Regions from separate parts of the Sus scrofa genome. Here regions 1 and 2 are each linked to region 3. The links are chromatin contacts, called in public HiChIP or PLAC-seq maps. All regions are on one chromosome and are shown on one strand. Each heading gives the region's core, a stretch centred on a gene start, on an enhancer-like site or on the middle of the called end of the contact. The rest is flanking DNA. Distances are from core to core; before and after follow the strand shown. Region 1 holds the start of DYNLRB1 (dynein light chain roadblock-type 1). Region 2 holds the start of AHCY (adenosylhomocysteinase). Region 3 holds the start of ITCH (a long non-coding RNA gene).

What was found. HiChIP or PLAC-seq counts read pairs in DNA pulled down with a chosen protein or histone mark.
Region 1: a contact with region 3 is called in an H3K27ac HiChIP or PLAC-seq map of alveolar macrophages. The contact joins the promoter of DYNLRB1 here to the promoter of ITCH in region 3. A contact is called at or near these places in 1 of 47 Hi-C or Micro-C datasets (skeletal muscle) and 2 of 2 datasets of contacts at active chromatin or transcription factors (alveolar macrophages and skeletal muscle).
Region 2: an H3K27ac HiChIP or PLAC-seq map of alveolar macrophages shows a contact between it and region 3. The contact joins the promoter of AHCY here to the promoter of ITCH in region 3. A contact is called at or near these places in 5 of 47 Hi-C or Micro-C datasets (blood, embryonic fibroblasts, epiblast stem cells and 2 more) and 2 of 2 datasets of contacts at active chromatin or transcription factors (alveolar macrophages and skeletal muscle).

The regions. Positions count from the first base shown.
Region 1 is chr17:37,921,364-37,925,591 of Sscrofa11.1, reverse strand. DYNLRB1 (dynein light chain roadblock-type 1) reads right to left here and starts at 2,120. Exons shown (of 4, transcript NM_001190180.1): 1 at 2,079-2,120. The coding sequence starts at 2,081.
Region 2 is chr17:37,742,845-37,747,285 of Sscrofa11.1, reverse strand. It overlaps AHCY (adenosylhomocysteinase), which reads left to right and starts at 2,908. Exons shown (of 10, transcript NM_001011727.1): 1 at 2,908-3,027. The coding sequence starts at 3,000.
Region 3 is chr17:37,808,657-37,812,867 of Sscrofa11.1, reverse strand. ITCH (a long non-coding RNA gene) reads right to left here and starts at 2,755. Exons shown (of 25, transcript XR_002340135.1): 1 at 2,607-2,755.

The sequences.
Region 1 (4,228 bases), core at 871-3,370, 110 kb before region 3:
AAAAAACTAGAATGTATATCTTGAAAAAATATGCATATGTAAACAAAGACGAGGAGAACATAGCATACAAAGATGAAAACAGTTGTGTGGTGGAATAAAACTGGATGTGATTATGGATTTTTTTTTTTTCTTTTTAGGGCCGCACACTAAATGTGTAAATTCCCAGGCTAGAGGTCGAATCGGAGCTGCAGATGCCAGCCTACACCACCACTCACAGCAATGCTGGATCCTTAACCCACTGAACGAGACCAGGGATTGAATCCACATCCTCATGAATACTAGTCAGGTTCGTAACTCTGGACCACGACGGGAACTCCCTATGGATGACTTTTATATCACCATCCAAAAGAGCTATCTGTCAGTTTCTACAAAATGTTTAAAATGTGCCCGTCATTAGTACCACTTCTGTTTACCGCTACACAAACACTAGCATGAGTGGGGCAAAAAAAAAAAGGACAAAAACAGCACTGTAGCATTGTCTGGAGTGAAATACTGTAATACATCTCAATGTATATACTGCAGTAGAAGATAAATACACTCCTTTAAAAGAATGAAGTACGTTTGTATATAATGACATGGAAAAATATCTGATAGTTTTTAGTGAAGAGTGTAAGTTCCAAAATGAGATTATCTACCCATATAGCCTAGAGTAAACTTAATATGTATAAATATGTTCCAATATCATGTAACAGGTTATATATAAATATGCTTATGCACTTAATAAATATGGAAAGAAACACACCCAACTGTCATTACCAGAGAGGAGTGAGGTGGGAACTACATATACTTTCTACGTTACAAACTTTGGTACTGCTTCAATTTGTTGAAATGTGCATCTAAATATATTTTGCTTTCATGAGTAGAAGCACACAATAGCATGGTAGAAGTTGCAGGAAGCTACTATTAGTGTAAGAAAAAGACAGGACATATATACATGCTGGTATACATATAAAAGGAACTAATGTTTCTAAAGGAGATTGAAGCTGGGTATCAAGGTTTGGTGGAAGATTTATTTTCACTTAGATCCTTTCAGATGCTTTTTTGTTTTTACTGTGTGCAGTTATTATCTGCTAAAAGTCAATTTCTTTTACAGTTTAAAAAGTGATATGAATGATAAAGTTACCTCATCTAGTCTATAAACTAGCTAACTATAAACTATAAATAGCTGTATCTATTCTACATACAGCTAAACTATATAAAGCAAAAACTGACGAAAACAAAACAAGTAATCTGCCTAATTATAAGTCGTTACCTCCAGGTATGGTACTGTTTCTTATTCCCTTTCAATTTTTCTTTTAGGCTTTAAATTCTTAAATACGATTTTTTAAAACCATTCACATGGTTTAACGTTCAAAAGCTCTTTCCAAGTTGTTGTTTTTTTTGTTTTGTTTTGTTTTTTACAAGTTGGGAGGATTAAAAACACAAGAAACCAAACCTGTAAAGGCATAAAGAGCCCACAGTTCCAGTCAGCAAGGCAGGAACCACAAGGGTGGATCCCGCTCGTTTCTGACTCATGCACCATTTCTCAACGGCTCGAAAGAATCACACAGAAAGGCAGCAGTCAAGTGTCTAGGGTTCAAGTCCATCTCCGTCATTTACTGGGGCAGGGCACTTAGTTTCACCGGGTTTTACATCCCGAGTGTGTAATACAGGGATAATGGTCGTACCTACTTCACAGAGCTACGGTGAGGAGGCAGGCCAGGGTATGTAAAGCGTATAGCAGTGTCTGGCACGAATTAAGTTTCTAGAAAATATAATCACTATTGTTGTTATAGCTCAACAAGGCCAAGGTTGCTAGGATGCAGGGGCCCGTGTGCCCAGCTCCGTCAATCCTTCCCCGTGGCACCAGCAACTACTTCCGGTCAAGGGACCACTGGATCCGGTGGCCCCGCCTCGGCCCCCTCGGTCCGAGTCAGGAGGCCCGCGCCGCCCCGGTTCCGCCCTCCAGACTGCTTCGGTCCGGCGCGCCCAGCCCCGCGGATGCCGCCCGGGAGGATGGACCTCTGGGCTGAGGGTGGTGGGAGGTCGTGGTTGGCCACCTCCCGGCCGCTGGCCACAAGCTCCCAGCAGATACTCACCATCTCGGACCGATCCTGTAGCTCCTCGTCGCCGGCCTTCAGCCCAGTCCCGGAGCTTCTCTGCGCCTGCGCACAGCTCCTGTCAAAGCGGACAGGCTCGGTAGCCTATCAGGAGCCAGCAGGCGGGTAGGCGGATCCTGGGGAATTGGCCCAGTGCTGTCCGCGAACAGCAAAGTAGCAATCCAGCTATGGAAAATTCCCAGCTCCAGCTATGCCGAAAAGAGGCAAGTTGGCTTTGTTGGAAGAGGCTTTCAACACTTAACCGAGGCCTGAGCTAGCTCTGGAGGTCCTGGGTGTAGGGTGGGGAGAGACTCTGAAGGAGTGGGTGTTGCTGATATCCACTTTGCTCCCGAATTGAGGCAAGGCGAGGCTCCGAGCCAAAATGCGCTAAAAAGTCCGAAATTCGAACTGGAGCCAAGAATCCATAGGGTCTCGTGAGCGACTCCCCCGGATTCCATGAGGGCACTGAGGTAAAGTGGTCGGGGCTAGCCTGGGAGTCTTTTAGTCTTAGAACCTCTAGCTCAGGGCCGCCCTTGTGTTGCCTTAGAGAAGCCACTTCAAATTTCTGTAGTCCCTCATTTGCTCACCTTTAAAAGGGGGACCCTTCTTCCTAGAGCCCTATGTTAAGTTTTCCACACAAAAAAATTCTGGGTTCTCTAGCAGGAAATAATTTGCTAAGACAACTGCCATTTAGTGAACCTTGTGCTATGTTACTGGGCTTACACCCACTCTATCTCCTGTAGCCTCAGCTTAAAGTTTCTTGGAGGCACTGGAGCTTGCTGAATTCAAGCTCCAAACTTTCATTCCACTGTCGCCTCGTTCAGTTGAGTAAGGATTTGGTTTTCCTTCCAGGGGCGTCTGCATGTTAAGAAGATTGAATAGTGACTTTATGGTGAAGAAACTTGGGAGACACCATCATAACCAGAGGATCAAGGTTAACATAACTGGTTATGGGATATACTAATATGTGCCCTCTGATAATCTTGCAAAGGGCACTTTACATCTGTGGTGTTTTTCACAAAAATCCATGGCCTTAACCATGAGAAAACATTAAACCAAACTTGAGGGACTCTATAAGGTACCCAACCAATACTCTTCAAAAAATGTCAAAGTCACACACACACACACACAAAAAGAACTGGAGTTCCCGTCGTGGCGCAGTGGTTAACGAATCCGACTAGGAACCATGAGGTTGCTCAGTGGGTTAACAATCCAGCGTTGCCATGAGCTGTGGTGTAGGTTGCAGACGCGGCTCGGATCCATCGTTGTTGTGGCTCTGGCATAGGCTGGTGGTTACAGCTCCAATTGGACCCCTAGCCTGGGAACCTCCATATGCCGCGAGAGCGGCCCAAGAAAATGGGAAAAAGACAAAAAGACCCAAAAAAAAAAAAAAAAAGTCAAAGTCTGGAAAGACAAGGAATGAATGAGAACTGTCACAGATTGAAAGAGACTGAGAAAAGGGACATTGGTGGAAAAACTAGTGAAATCTGTAAAAAGGTTTTAGTTTAGCATTATTTTACAGATGTCAACTTATATGAGATGTTAACATTGGGGAAAGCTGGATGAAGAGTGTGCAGGAGGAGTTCTCCATACTATATTTGCAACAGCTCTGTAAGTCAAATTATTTCAAAGTTTTAAAAAAAGTATTAAGACACAAAGAAGTGATTATTGAACTCTGGAAACATTCGACAAACATTTTGCAAGGGGAAGAAGGGCTGTAGTAACTGGACCTCAAAATATCCTGTAATATCCTGTAAGAGGCACAGCGGAAATGAATCTGACTAGGACCCATTAGGTTGTGGGTTCAATCCCTGGCCTCGTTCAGTGGGTTAAGGATACAGCATGGCCGGGAGCTGTGGTGTAGGTTGCAGATGCGGCTCAGATCCTGTTTAGTTGTGGCTGTGGAGATCAGCAGCTGTAGCTCCGATTCGACCCCTAGTCTGGGAAGGTCCATATGCTGCAGGTGCAGCCCTAAAAAGCAAAAAGCAAAAAAAAAAAATCCTGGAAGAAAAGCACAGAAGGATCATTACCACAATCTTACATATAGAGAACTGTACTGAGAGGGGTGAATGAATTGAACATCACAGTCACAAAAGCAAAAAAGAGAATGGCCAATGATCCATGGGTTCATGACTGATTTGGAAATAGTT
Region 2 (4,441 bases), core at 1,659-4,158, 66 kb after region 3:
TAAGGACCCAGCACTGCTGCAGCTGTGGTGTAGGTTGCAGCTGTGGCTCAAATTTGATCCCTGGCCTGGAAACTTTCATATGTGGCCATGAAAAAAATCAGTGCATAGATAGATCAATGCATCAAAATAGTGCAGAAATAACCCATGTATTGATGGACACTTAATGTATGACAGATGGACCTATAGGTCACTGGGAGAAGGATAACAAGGGACGCTGGAACAACTGCTTATCCATGTGTAAAAAAATGAAATAGAATTCCTACCTCATACCTTATATTCCTACCTCATACCTTATATTTGAATTATAAAACTTTGGGATAACAGTATAGGAGAAATTCTTTATGACCTTGGGGTATTTAGGTTTTCTAAAATAAGACAAAAACTCCCACTAACACTAAGGGAAAAGACTGAAAAATTTGACTACAGCAAAACTGAGAATCTGTATTTATCCAAAAACAACATAGAGGGAGTGAGAAGACAAACCACAAACCTGGAGAAGACATTTTCAACACATGTAATTAGCAAAGGACTAGTATTGAGATTATGTAAAGAATTCCTATAAGTTGAAAAGAAAAACAAACCACCTAGTTTTAAACTGGCAGAGACGTGAATGGAAATTTTCCTCATTAGAAGTCAAAGAAATACAAATTAAAACCACAAGATATTTCATGCCTGTCAGATTGGCAAAAAAATTAAAAATTTGATAATAGGAAGTGATGATAAGGGCATAAAACAGGAATTTTTAGGTCTTTTTAGAGGCACACCTGTGGCATGTGGAGGTTCCCAGGCTAGGAGTCACATCAGAGCTGTAGCTGTAGCCTACACCAGAGCCACAGCAACTCAGGACCCAGGCTGCATCTGCGACCTACAGAACAGCTCATGGCAACGCCAGATCCTTTACCCACTAAGCGAGGCCAGGGATCGAACCTGCAACCTCATGGTTCCTAGTTGGATTCGTTTCTACTGTGCCATGATGGGAACTACCCAAAATAAGATTTTTTAATCCACTGTTGATCGGAGTATAGACTGAGATAACTGCTTGGGAAATAGTTTCATATTACCTAGTTAAGTTGGACATGAGTGTATGTATTCAAGCAATTTGGCTCACAAATATATCTACATCTATATCCATATAGGTACACACACATGAGAATATTAAGCAGTAGTCTTTATGGCAGCAAAAAAAAAAAAAAAAAAAACTGAAACAATCCAATGTCCATCAAAAATAGAATAAGTAAATAAGTGGATTATACAGAAATGAAAATAAATGAACCACAGCTATAGCCCTTACAGAAATGACTCTCAAAAGCAGTGTTGAGGGAATTCCTGTTGTGGCTCAGTGGTTATGGAACCAGACTAGTATCCATGAGGATGCAGGTTCGATCCCTGGCCTTGTCAGTGAGTTAAGGATCTGGCATTGCCATGAGCTGTGGTGTAGGTCACAGATGTGGCTCGGATCTTGCGTTGTTGTGGCTGTGGTGTAGCTGCCGGCCTACACTACAGCCACAGCTCCAATTCGACCCTTAGCCTGGGAAATTCCATATACTGCAGGTGTATGGAAAAGACAAAAGACAGGAAAAAACAACAACAACAACAACAAAACAAACCAACAATGTTGAGGAATTCTCCTGCGGTGCAGCAGGTTAAGGATCTGGTGTTGTCACTGCACCAGCTTGGGTTGCTGCTGTGGCTCAGGTTAGATCCCTCCTTGGGAACTTCCACATGCCAAAGGCACTGCCAAAAAAAAAAAAAAAAAAAAAAAAAAATAGAACTGAAAGAGAAAAGTAAGTTGCAGAAGAATATGTATCCTATGATTTCATTTACACAAAGGTGAAACAGTCAAAACTAAGCAATGCATGGTTTAGTGGGTTAAGGATCTGGCATTCCTGTGGCTGTGGCTGGCAGCTACAGCTCCGATTTGATCTCTAGCCTGGGAACTTCCATATGCCACAGGTGCAGCCCTAAAAAGCAAAAAAGAAAAAAACAATTCTGTCAGACTGACAAGTGATGACAGGGATGTGGATCAACAAGCCCTCTCAGACACTGCTGGTGATAGGATGAGCTACCTTGGAAAACAATTTGGTAATATCTAGGAAAGTTAAAAATGTGCCTTTATCTCAAAAACTCCACCCCTGAGTACACTTATGGTTCCAGGACACCTACTCATGGGCTAAGAGGCAATGTTCATTTTTTCATATACACAATAATGGCAGACTGTATAAAATCTGAATATAGAACAGGTAAATTAATCACACGATGTATACAATAAAATACTATACAGCAGCAAAACTCTATGCATGACCCTTACAAATATTAACAGAAAAAAAGCAAGTTGCAGAAGAGTAAGTACAGTATGGCACTATTTAAATAAAGGTTTTAAACACAGAGTGACTTCTATGAAGCATTTAATGATTTATGCATATGTAGTAAAAGTATTAAAAATGCATACAAATCTACCTAAACTCAGCATGGTGGGAGGAGGGTGGAAGGTCTCCCATGTGCTAGGTGTTGACATATTGCAACTTTACCTATTTGTATGGTAGGTATCATTCTGCCCAATTTATAGAAGAGGAAATTGAGGTTCTGGGAAGTGAACTGGTTGGAATTTCAATTTCACTCGGTTTTGGCGTCGGATTCACTGATTGAATGAATGAAGTTAAAGATGGCCTCAGGTTTGATATCAGGCCTCTCCTGGAACTCCTTTCGCTACGCTGCTCGGGAGGTGGAAGGTCCCCGTAAGCTAAAAACTGGTCTGAACCCCAACCAAAGTCCGTTCTGGTCCCGCCCCCCTCCGTTGGGCCCCGCCCCCCTGCGTTGGGCCCCGCCCCGACCGCTCAGCACCAGCGGGACTCATGAATATGCAAGCTACGGTAAGATATTTAAAGGCGCCGGTGCCACTCGCAGATCCCTGCCCGGCGCCGCCCGCCCTGCGTTTGTCCCCAGCCCAAGGCCGGCCCCCTTCGCTCGTGTCCATCACTACGTGTGGAAGCGCCGCCAGCATGTCGGAGAAGCTGCCTTACAAAGTCGGTGAGTCCCTGGACATGCAGGGTAGGGGCCTGCTGGGACGGCAGCCACAGGGCCGAATCGGGGCGCTCAGGAGGAGCCCCTTGAATCGCTGGCTTGGCGCGGTCTTTGGCCGCGCGAGGCCTTCTGGGGGCTGGAGTTCTTCCGCCGCCATGAGCAGGTCTTCGGAGGCGGCCGCGCACTACGAGTCCCGGCGTGCCCCGCGAGGCCGGGTGCAGCGGCGCGGGCTGCGGAGTGGTGAACTCGCGGCGTGTTCCACACGGAGCCGGCTGGGGCGGGCGGGGAGCGCACACCTAACCGAGGCCTGGGACCAATGGCACCTGCTGGGGCCAACACCGGGGAGCCTGGATCCTGCCTCCTGGGTCTGGACCAGCTCTTTGGCCCCCTGGGTGGTCCTGGGCAAGTGCTTATCCCTCTCTGGGCCACCTACAGGGAAGACGAGGTCATTAAGACCCCGAAGGGCACGTGAGGAGAGGCCTGGAGACTGAGCCGACACAAGCACTAGTCCACTTACAAGGGACTTTGGGCTTGTTACTCAACCTCTGGGGTCACCCACCTGGCCAACAGGGACAATCGTACAGAGAATCTCGAAGAAATTTTGGAGTGGCTAGAAAAATCCTTACTGCTCTCCTAGGGATTGAAGCTGTGCATTGATAGTTAATGTTTACTGGGCTTTTACTGTGGAATGGGCACTGCCTTCTACCTTTATTCTAGATTAATTCATTTTCTTCTCACGGTTTTTTAGGATAGGGGCTGTTACTTTATCATTTTACAATGAGTATACTGAGATACAGGAAAAAAGGTTAACTTGTCCATGATCTTATAGCTGGGAGGTGGTGGAGCAGGATATAAATCCAGATCCTGCTCACCTTTTCACCACAGTATATAAGTGAACACATCTGAAACAGCCCCACTGACCTTTCAGGAAAAAACTGTTCAGGCAGACTATCAGTTTTTAAAGTAAATTCAAGACACCATTCTACCCAGAGAAAGGCATCAATATTTATGGAGCTGTGTATCTGGGGGTTTGCATTTGTTTACAGAATGACCTTTAGAGGTGGACTTTATCCCATTATACAGAGGAAGAAGCTGAAGGTGTAATAGGAAATGACTTGGAAAGATTCTGTGGAAATAGTAACTTACCAATAGTTGTTTATCAAGTTGCAGCCCAGAGCAGACTCTTGTCCCTGTGGTGTGAATGAAGTGGAAGCCTAGAAAGGTTAAATCAAGGTCATGTCAGTGGGAGAGTTGGAAAAAGGGCTTGTCATACTGTGGAGAGATGGGTGAGTTAGGGTTGAGGGCTTTGGGTTGTATGGGAGGAGGTAAGACTGCATTTGGAAGTGGAGGAGCTTGGCAGGGTAGGGTTGGAGGAAGGAAGTCTCCATTAGGGAGGGCATACTGTGCTTGCCCATGTTGC
Region 3 (4,211 bases), core at 1,506-4,005:
AGAGAACACATATGGACTAAAATCCTTCCCAACACAGGGCTTCTGGCAGCTACTTCAAAGGAAAGTTGGCGCCATAAAACAAAACACATCTGCCACTGTGGACTAGATAAATTTTTACAATATCTTCCAGCTCTAAAATTCTAATACCAAGTTTCTGAGGGTTGGAGAAAAACACTTGAAACAAGCTTAAAGCAATGTCATAAATTTCAGTCTAATCTCCAAATTTTCCTCCAAATTGCAACTGATCTGATACTAATTTTTCAGGATGCTACTGAACAATACATTCTGGTATCATTAACATATATAACCTGGCAATATATTTACTTTTGCTAATGGGTTCTTCTGATAGAAAACAGCCCTTTACCTGGGCTGGCCCTAAAAAAAAAAAAAAAAAAAAATCCTCATACAGAAAAAGGGCAACAAAATTGCACAAGTGAGGAATTCAATCCAATCCTGTGATCATCCCCACAGCCTCTCTCCAAGGTCAAGCCTTTTCACTTCTCACCTAGACTTCTACAATAGCCACTCTTCCATCCTTTCACTCTTAATCGCCAGAGGAATCTTTCTAAAGCAAATGTACTCACATAACTTCCCTGTTTAAAAATCTGTATCTTTTGCTAACAACATAAAACAAGTTTTTTTGCATTACACATAGAACTTTTCATATCGTTGCCTCCTTTTACCTTTCTGGCCTCATATACACATCGCTCTCCTTCCCCATTCCACTCTTTGCTCCCTTTTTCATCCACAATTCTCTGCATTTACACACAATATTAACAAGTTTCCTCTGCCTCCCCTGTCCTTTCCTTTCCCCATCACAATCACACTCCTACTCATCAACTAAGACATAACTTAGGTCCAGGGGCAGATCCTTCCTCCTTTCCAAGGTCAACCCAAACAGAACTGGCTACTTCCTCTTTCCTATCAAAGCTTTTTGGTTTGAACACATTGTTAGTCTCAGTGGTTCCCAAGACCAATAGAACTGCCTGAGGCAAGTTTAAAAAATAAATTTGTCAAGGTTAAATCAAAAGTATCAAATCGATCTCAGGAAATGAATCTCTGGTATTTCCACTTTTAAAAAACTCCCCTAGTTATTGTAATGATCAAATTTAGGGGCTACTGGTTTGTCTATTCCAATAGGGGTAAAGATGTTTCTTTAATGAATATAGAGTTAACTCTAGAATAAACTGAAGAAGTATTCTGCACTTGTTTATTTCATATCATATCATATCCCTGCTGACTTGACTCATGATGAAGATGAAGGAATTCCTTTGGGACTCAAACCCCAAAACTTACACTGCTCAAAAAAGCAGCTGAATTTCCACCTTCATTTCTAAATCTTAAAGATGAAGTAATTACACCTTGAATAAATCTATGAATAAACAGTGCAGGTTCTCACCAGATCTGTCATGAAAACTTTATACAGGCTGAGAAATCTTTATTCCGTTGTGAGATGGAAATATACTGCTTTTAGCACTTTCTTAAGATCTGGTTGTATTCGAATTCATGCAAGACCCCAGCTAAGTATAATAACATATGCCTGGCTCCAGTGCCTCATTAATTTTCAAAGAAAAATTCCATTCTTCCTTCCCCACCTCACACTCACAAGGCATTCTTAAGCTCTAGAATGGCAGAAAAGCTAACAAGATCAAGATACGAATATAACCAAAGAAACATGTTGACTTATTACTGGAGAACTATGAATTTCGTGTGGTTTGCAAAATTCATCTGGTTACATCGCCAACTTTAGGCCCAACGTTTACCTGGGGCCCACAGACCCAGTGTTTATCTCTCTCTCAGCATCGGCCCGAAGCTAAGTCTGAAAACTTGAGTTCCCCACTAGTGCCCACTAAGTCTGCCCTCAAACACCTTTCGACCCTTAGAACACGTTCACGGCTACTTTTTTCCTTTCTCCGCTAAAGAAAAGGGCACTCTCAAGAGGAAGGACAGTGACAGCTCCACGTCTGCAAAACTCAGCGCCGGGAGGCGCCGGCTGGGTCGGGGCGGCGGCGGTAGTGGGCGCGGAGGAGGGAGCCGGTGCCGGGACCACCACGATGGGGGACAATGGAGGGAGGAGGGGAGTGCAAAAGAGAAAGGCGGCAGCCGCTGTGCTGGGCCCCTCGAGACTGGGGGCTCCGAAAAGTCTCGGGAAGGGCAGTGGCTTGCAGGTGGGCCCGGCCGCCGCCCCTTGCAGGGCCACGTCGCTCGCGCCGGCTGCTGCCACCGGGCCCCGCGCGTAGGCCGGGCCGCCGGAGAGTGGCCCCCGGGCGGGGCTGAGGGGTACCGGGCCGGACCCTGCTGGCGCCCGCCGCGGCGGCCCAGTCCTTTCACAACTGGGCGCCCGCGAGGCGAGGGGCTTCCAGACGCCTGAGCCCAGCAGTGGCCGCTCGGCGCGTCCGGCCAACCCACCCCCGCCAGGCCCCTGCCACTAGCCCGAGCTCCCCGCGCCCCCCACGGGCACCGGCTCTGAGGGAAGAGGAGGCAGCCGCGGCTGTGGGGTCCCGGCAAGCGCGCCGCACTCCTCTACCCCTTGCTCGCCTTGGACACTCTCATCCAGGACCTTCCCTCTCCCCAGAACTGCCTCCGGTCCGCCCGGGGATTTTTACCAGGACTCGGGGCGGCGACGACTCTTCACTCCCTCGACTAAGATGGCAGCCGGTCCCGAGCCCCAACCGCAGCTAATAGAGCGAGTTGGCGGCCAACGCGCAGGCGTCTCTGGCTTGGGCGCGATCCCGACTACAAGCCCCAGAAGGCCTTGCGCACTAGCCAGCTGCGGGCAAGAATAGCTGGCAAGGCTGGTGAGCGCCGCTAAATCGAAGTTTGCTCTCACCCAGGTGGGAAGGACTCATGGATGACTTCCAGGCATTTCAAAAAACCCTCCCAGCTACTCACCAGAACCTCTAAAGACTTGTAGCTGCTGATCCCAAGCTAGTGTGCATCAGAATCACCTGAAGGGCTACTTAAAACTTTGACTACTAGACCCCACCCCCGGAGTTTCTAATTGAGCACATTTGGGATAGAATCTAATAATTTTAATAATTGGCATTTCTAACGATCTCTCTGGTGTGCTGCTGGTGTGTAATCACATTTTGAGAACCACTGAACTATAACTTAGTCCTTAAGAAAGTACTCTCGAGGAGTTCCCGTCGTGGCGCGCAGTGGTTAACAAATCTGACTAGGAACCATGAGGTTGCGGGTTCGATCCCTGGCCCTGCTCAGTGGGTTAACGATCCGGCGTTGCCGTGAGCTGTGGTGTAGGTTGCAGACTCGGCTCGGATCCCGCGTTGCTGTGGCTCTGGCATCGGCCGGTGGCTACGGCTCCGATTCCTCCGATTCGACCCTAGCCTGGGAACCTCCACACGCCGCTCGCCCTAGAAAAGGCAAAAAGACCAAAAAAAAAAAAAAAAAAAAAAAAAGTACACTCGAGAGTTAAATTCATTGGGCTCAAACCCATGTTTTAACAAGGTGCTTTTAGAGGTGATGAAAATCACTACACGGAAGTGGTGCCAACATAAGCAGGTATTCTAAATGCTGATCAATAAGCTTCTTTAATCCTCCCAACAAATCTACAGTGGAAGTACCTTCATTTTCCTCACTTTACAGATGCACAAACCAAGTCACAAGCTGGATAAGAACCCAAGCAGTCTGGCTCCTGAGTCCATCCTCTTCCGTCATGGATTGTTTGTGAGAATTAGTAGGCTATGCGGGTAGACTCAGAGGCACAACAAAGTGACCTTTGCTATTACTGTTTAGCGTGTTTTCCCTCCTAAAGAAAATTTTATTTTACCATCTGGAAAGTCACTTACACTTTTCAAATTACTTTCGAATTCTCCATATCAGTGTTTCCTGCAGTGTACTTCAGGAGAGCTGGTTAAAGACAGATTCCTAGGGAAAAGAAAAAAGATTCCTGAGAGTGCCCTGATGGCTTAGCAGGATCCAATGTTGTCACTGCTGTGGCTCGGGTCACAGCTGTGGTTTAGATTCAAGAATTTATGCATGCTGCAGGCGTGGCCAAAAAAAAAAAAAAAAAAAAGGTACAGAGTCCCATAACCCTCCCTATTCAGACTGTGTAGGGTAGAGGTTCTCAAACTCTAGTGCCCATCAAAATCACCTGAAGGACTTGTTAAACCGTCTATTGCTGGGCCCCACCCCTAGAATTTCCAATTCAGAAACTCTGGGCTGGGCCTCATGATTTGCATTTTTTAACCTCA